Linked DNA regions of Mus musculus: region 2 is linked to region 1. A link is a contact called in public promoter capture Hi-C data. All regions are on one chromosome and are shown on one strand. Each heading gives the region's core, a stretch centred on a gene start, on an enhancer-like site or on the middle of the called end of the contact. The rest is flanking DNA. Distances are from core to core; before and after follow the strand shown. Region 1 overlaps Hunk (hormonally upregulated Neu-associated kinase). Region 2 holds the start of Mis18a (MIS18 kinetochore protein A).

The links. Promoter capture Hi-C pulls out the DNA fragments that hold promoters and counts their contacts.
Region 2: a contact with region 1 is called in a promoter capture Hi-C map of maxillary cranial neural crest, with 7 times the contacts expected there. The contact joins the promoter of Mis18a here to the enhancer-like site in region 1. A contact is called at or near these places in 6 of 39 promoter capture datasets (cranial neural crest, frontonasal cranial neural crest, hippocampal neurons and 3 more), 11 of 484 Hi-C or Micro-C datasets (CD8 T cells, the N1E-115 cell line, cerebral cortex and 5 more), 9 of 115 datasets of contacts at active chromatin or transcription factors (SST interneurons, VIP interneurons, embryonic basal ganglia and 6 more) and 1 of 9 other capture datasets (adipose tissue).

Annotation. Positions count from the first base shown.
Region 1 is chr16:90,490,178-90,492,947 of GRCm38.p6, forward strand. The region is part of intron 9 of Hunk (hormonally upregulated Neu-associated kinase); the gene reads left to right. Among named protein-coding and RNA genes, the nearest start is that of Gm35882, 17 kb to the right of the region's middle. Within about 2 kb of position 1,319, at least 29 of the 459 cell types and tissues checked have an H3K27ac peak or open chromatin away from gene starts, as enhancers often do. A contact at or near this core is called in the N1E-115 cell line, embryonic basal ganglia and forebrain, where this site is marked.
Region 2 is chr16:90,725,788-90,728,902 of GRCm38.p6, forward strand. Mis18a (MIS18 kinetochore protein A) reads right to left here and starts at 1,584. Exons shown (of 5, transcript NM_025642.1): 1 at 1,239-1,584; 2 at 506-572. The coding sequence starts at 1,485. It overlaps Gm17518 (a long non-coding RNA gene), which reads left to right and starts at 1,633. Exons shown (of 2, transcript XR_876238.3): 1 at 1,633-1,884; 2 at 2,533-3,115.

The sequences.
Region 1 (2,770 bases), core at 69-2,568:
GTTTCCCCTTCACACAATGAGGCCCTCTCCTCATTGCCAAGTGTCCCTCCCTTGAGCACAGGAACTTGTCCTTACAGGCCAGCAGCCTTGGCCTCCCTCTCCAGCAGACGCCCACATCTTACCTACTTCTTGCTACTAAGTTCAGTCTGAAGTGAGACTGGCCCTAGAGCTTTCATAACCTGATTCTTAAACCATGGAAACCCCCAAAGGGGACTGGAAAGGAGCCACAGTAGTCTCCCACAGCTGCTGGCTGCCCACCTGTGCCTGGGGTACAGAGCGGTCTGAAGGAGCCTTTGCTGCTCGCTCTCTCCCTCTCCCTCTCTCCCTCTCCCTCTCCCTCTCCCTCTCTCCCTCTCCCTCTCCCTCTCCCTCTCCCTCTCCCTCTCCTCCTCCCCCTCCCCCTTCCTCTCCCTCTCCCTCTCATGTTCTAAAATGGGGTGAATGCAATTTGATCTTTTTTTTTATCAAGTTTTATTTTAAAGTGCATTGCAACAGTGTATCTCATCAGGTTTATTTTTCTCCCCCCCCCCTTGAGGTAGGAACGGATAGAAATGGTGACTTTGCAGATGAACAGAAAGAGTAAAAAAGAAAAAGTAAAAAGAACGGAAGAAGTTCCTTTAGACTTTTCAGGGCAAACCTATCATACCCTCTTTCAAGCTCCATAGAGGTCTGTAGGTGTGTGTGTGTGTGTGTGTGTGTGTGTGTGTGTGTGTCTATCTGCCCATCTGTGTTTGTGTGTGCTGCCTGTGTATCTGCTTGGGTCTATATGTGTCTATCTGTGTGTGTATCTAAGTGGCTCTGTCTGTCTGTGTATGTGTGTGTGTTCTGTTTGTGTGTTGTTCTATTTGTGTCTATATGCATTCACATGGCTCTGTGTGTATGTGTGTCTGTCCATCTGTCTGTCTGTCTGTGCATTTGCTATAAAAGCTTGTTCTCCTTTGCTTTAGAAAAGGTAGAATGTGGACCATTTGTGTTTCATAGAAACAGAGGGGCAGAGAGCAGTAGAGACCTGTGATTATCTCCTGCCTGCCTTCCCATGGTCACTTGGAACACACCTTGTAGCAATCTGGATGTCTTGGTGCATTTTCTGTTAACAGTAGAATGCCCGAGACCAGATAATTTATGAACAACAGAGGTTCATTTCTTACATTTCTGGATGCCAGTGTCTGCAGAGGGAGGGCCTTCTCGCTGCATCACAGTGTGGTGGAAGGGACCGTGTGTTTGGAAGTACAGCGGAGAGTCTTTTATTGGGAGGCTGCTCCTACAGTAACCAAGTCTCTTCCAGCTGCCACCACCTGACCCTATCCTAGGCCATGTGGAGTTCATAGTACCGATGAGGGCTGTGAATCACTGAGTTTTCAGTCAGTTCAGGAGGAGTCCCTGGACCATCCCAGGCTCGTCCCTCATCACAGGCTTCCTGTGACCTTAGTAATGGCAGCGGCGGCGGCTGAGGAAGGAGCCTGTAGTATCTATGTGAGCCGCTCTCCTTACTTCTCACCCCCTCACTGGTTAAGGGTTATCTCTCCCCGGTGTTTCTATCCCTGGGAGTGGCACTGAGGACCCCACATCCTCACTTCCTGTCTCTGCACAACGAGCTCTCTGCAAAGGAACCGGGCATCCTTGTCGGGAAGGGCACGTTGGTGAAAGTGCCAAGGGCCACTTCCTCGCAAAGCTCGTCAGCACATAAATGAAACATTGATGAGCTCCCTCAAATTAAAAATACTGTTCAGCTTAAAGGGGGAAAAATGTAGAAAGCTGCCTTCCCCTCACCCAGGGCAAGATCAGGGATGCCTTGCCCAGGTTTAACAGTAAATACGAGTGTCGTCATCAGGGCCAGAGAAAGGATTTCTCCTTCTGCAGTTGCTTAGTGGCTCCACTGTTCCCAGAAACTTGAACTCAATTAATTTTAATCAGTTCAGTTTCCACTGACCCTTTCTCCCTCCCGGTTGCTGCTTATAATGCTGGGTCTAAGTGCCTGGCTCAATGCCAGAGACTGTGGGGCTGAAGGCAAATCAAACAGTCGAGTCCACTCCCATTAGAGGGATTAGGATCTGGTTCTGTAGAGATAAAATCTACAGCTCAAAAAAATGGCAATATCCAGGCGGGTTTTAGGTCTGTACATAAGTGCTCCCATGCTTAGACTATAGTGAGGGTTAGGAACTCACCAGGACTTCTCTGGCTCTTTAGTGTTTAGACTAAACATGCTGGGTCTCCTGTTAAATGAAAGCAGCCATCTCTGTGTTTGCCAAGTCTCTGATGCAGTTAGCATCTCAGGGTACCACTTGGTGATGTATATGTATGTATATATGTATGTATGCATGTATGGATGGATGGATGGACGGATTGATGGAAGGATGGAGGGATGGATTTAGTATTTTGAGACATGGTTTATTTGGAATTTTTCACTGTTGTGCTATCCATATGAAAAAACAACTTATAGGATAAATTATTTTGCTTCTGATTTCAGAGTTTTCAGACCATAGGGGTCAGGGCAGAGCAGAGCTGGTCATATCATAGCGGATGGAAGCAAATAGATATTAGGAAAGAGGCCAAAGCAAAATATAACTGCAAATAACACACACTCAGTGGCCTTTCTCTCAACCAAGCCCTGCCTCCCTAAATTTCACCTCTTCCCTAACCATCCTTTCCAGTTTTGAGACCATCAACTGATACATAGATAAGATCAGGATTTGCCCTCATAGACACCCCCAGGAGCAGGCTCTGTAAAGCCCCTACACGTTGCTCAATCCAATCAAGTTGAAGGTTACGA
Region 2 (3,115 bases), core at 334-2,833, 240 kb after region 1:
GTACAAGGAAGAGACAGGCAGCACTGGGACAGGAATAGGACACTTTCAACTTGGAGATTTTAAGATAGATATTTTCTGCTTTACTTTCCATTTTCTTTGGCACCAAACTCAGAGCCCTAAAAATCAGTGTTAAATACACTTTCAGAATCTTAGAAACTCCCACTTTCCGATCTTAAGGGGCTATCACCATCAAATAATGGATCCTTTCTTCTTTTCAATGCATTCAATTACCATGAAAAGTTATATCTCAAGCAATCTCACAGAACGGTCGGTAGAAGATTTTTCCTTAAAATTAAAGTTTTCAGCCGGGCGTGGTGGCGCACGCCTTTAATCCCAGCACTCGGGAGGCAGAGGCAGGCTGATTTCTGAGTTCGAGGCCAGCCTGGTCTACAAAGTGAGTTCCAGGACAGGCAGGGCTATACAGAGAAACCCTGTCTCGAAAAACCAAAAATAAATAAATAAAATAAAATTTTCTCTCACATATTCACATAAATATCTTACTTACCAACCGTCTTCATCTCTGCACTTGGACAGTTTCGGTTCCTTATCCACAGAGACGTTACAGGAGACGCCTGGAAAGAGAGTCGCAACACTTTGTTAGTGTGGTTTGTTGTTACACACCTGCAGACAGGAACTTTTAACTCAACTTTAACTTGTATTTTAGAGGACTAGGGGAAAAAAAGAGCCCAAAGACTGGTGGGAAGTGGGGTACTCCCGTGGTTCAGCACTAAAGGGATGGGGGCCTTCTGGGAGAAGAGGTGGAACAAGGATTACTTCACATCCTTTTCTGAAAACCAGTGGGGTTAAGAGATAAACAAAATGACCCAGCGAAGAGCATTGGGACTCACCCAGTAAAGACATCGCCTACTCTGTGGCCATATACCATACACTTATTTAATCGTCCCCGTTATCCCATCATTATCCCTCGTTTTGGAGACGAGAAACTTGAGGCACAAGCAGTTGAACAGACTGCCCAAGGACACTAAGCTAAGTCCCCAAAGCAGCTGACAGAGTCCGTCAGATGTGAAAACACTCCCCTGAAGGAAGCACCTTCCTAAAACGTCAGGATGACGCTCAACCGCTGCCCTTGGGGGGCATGGAAGACCCAGGAAAAAACTTGTCACTCGTGAGCCACCCACAGGGACGCCTCTCCTGCGGTTTGCTGGGACAGCTCTCGTCCCCACCCCAGCCCCCGCAGCCCCAGGAAACCCCGACGCAGGAGGGCGGCCCGAACTGACTGCGCAACAGGATGCAGTTGGTGTCCTCCTGGCTGGCCACCCAGGTGAGCGAGTCGCCCAGTGGCCGGCGACAGCGGGCACAAAGGAACACCAGCGGGTTCTCCGCCGCGGCCGCCTTCTCCTCAGGCCGTTCCTTCTCTAGCCCTAACGCGTCTGCGCTCGACATGTTTGCCCACTTCTGCAGCCGCAGGTAGCGGCTCGAGTCTTCCGACAGACGCTTCTCCAGCAGGGGGGACTCGCTCGACATAGCCAGGCGGTTTTAACCACAAGCGGTCAAGGAACATCCCAGAGACCAGGAAGCAGCCATGACATACGAATTTGCCGCGCCCCGGAACCTCACGGGAATAATACCTCTGCGCATGCGCAAGGTGCAAGAGGCGGGGCACCGCCCGAAGGGGTGGGACCTGAAGAAGGGCCCGACTGCATCGAAGGCGCATGCTCGCCATCTGACCGGCGCGCGAGCCGCGCTCACTGCGCTTGCGTCCTGCGGTCTTCCTGAGCGAAAGCTGGTGAACTGGGGTGCTGGGGTGCTATCTGCGGGCATTTCAGCTCCTTCCGCCGCTGCTGAGAAAGTTGAAGGCTTCGAATTAAATGAGTAGCAGCTCACCTAGTTCCTCCACACTGTTAGCGGGCATGCCCGTGCTGGGTAAGCAGACCCATCTTCACGGAGCCGAAAGTGGACCCAGGAATTCCAAGCGGTGTACTGCAAGTCACATCTCTGATTCTAGCCCGTCTGCTCCCGGAGACCCGCTTTCCTACATCTAGAAAAAAACAGGGGTCTGTGGCGAGCCAAAGACGCCCCCTGCCTCAAGGACCCAGCGTTACTGAGACTAGCACTGCAAGGAAAAAATATGAGAAGCTGGAGGGGACAGCATCGCTGTGGCTACAGAGTGGGCGTGTGTCTGGGTCAGAGTATGGTTCACCCTACTCCAGGGCGGGAAGGACGGTCAGTCTAAAGAAAGTCAGCTTTTGATTTCAAAGACCACAGGCTAGAGGGAAGGCGCGCCACCACGAACAGCCTGGATGCATCAGTAAGAAACAACACGCAAAGACCACCATATCCCCCTCCCCCCCCCCCCCCCCCCCAGTCACACTACCCAGTTCGCTTCACTAAACTACATCACACTTACCACCTATTTTCGTATCTCTGGCCACTAGCAAAAAGTTTCAAATCCTAAGTCGTTGACCTGACCGAGGTGGTACCAGGCTGGAAACTAGAAAGGCTATTTTGCCTTCTCTGAATATGATTTTGACTTTCTGTTTTTTGAATCTTTTTTTTTTTTTTTTTGTCCAGGCTGCCCAGGAATTCATTATGTAGCTCACCCACAGTGATCCTCCTGCTTCAGCCTCCCACATGCTAGGATAACAGCCCAGCCCAGAGGCAAAGAAATGACTCCTTTTGGAACCTATTTCAACAAGTCCCTGAGGCGTATCGACCTTTAACCGCCAGGAATCCTGTGGTCCTGCTTGAGGTGTGCCAAGACGGAACGGAGCAAAGAATACCATAAACCAACAGACTTTGCAAATACACTGGAAGGTACACCAATAGGCAGATTACAGCAAAGCAGTGGGACCCTGCTGTAGACCCTGATGCTACCTGGCCATACTCTTAGCATTTTGGTTATAAGCTGGGGAATCTGTTTGTACACATTAAAGTATTTAACTAATAGTCAGAAGGATATGGCCACATACAAGGGAGGGGAGTAAATGACCACGGAGGGGACTCAAGGTAACCCCAAATTACTGGGCTTTGAACTTCCAACCTCTCCACATCACTGATGCTCTGATCCTCCAGCTAGCCATTGTAGTCTCTTCTTCTTTCCTGGAAATTTCCTTTAAAGTTCCAAGATCCCCAGTGGATGCAGGAAATAGCAGAC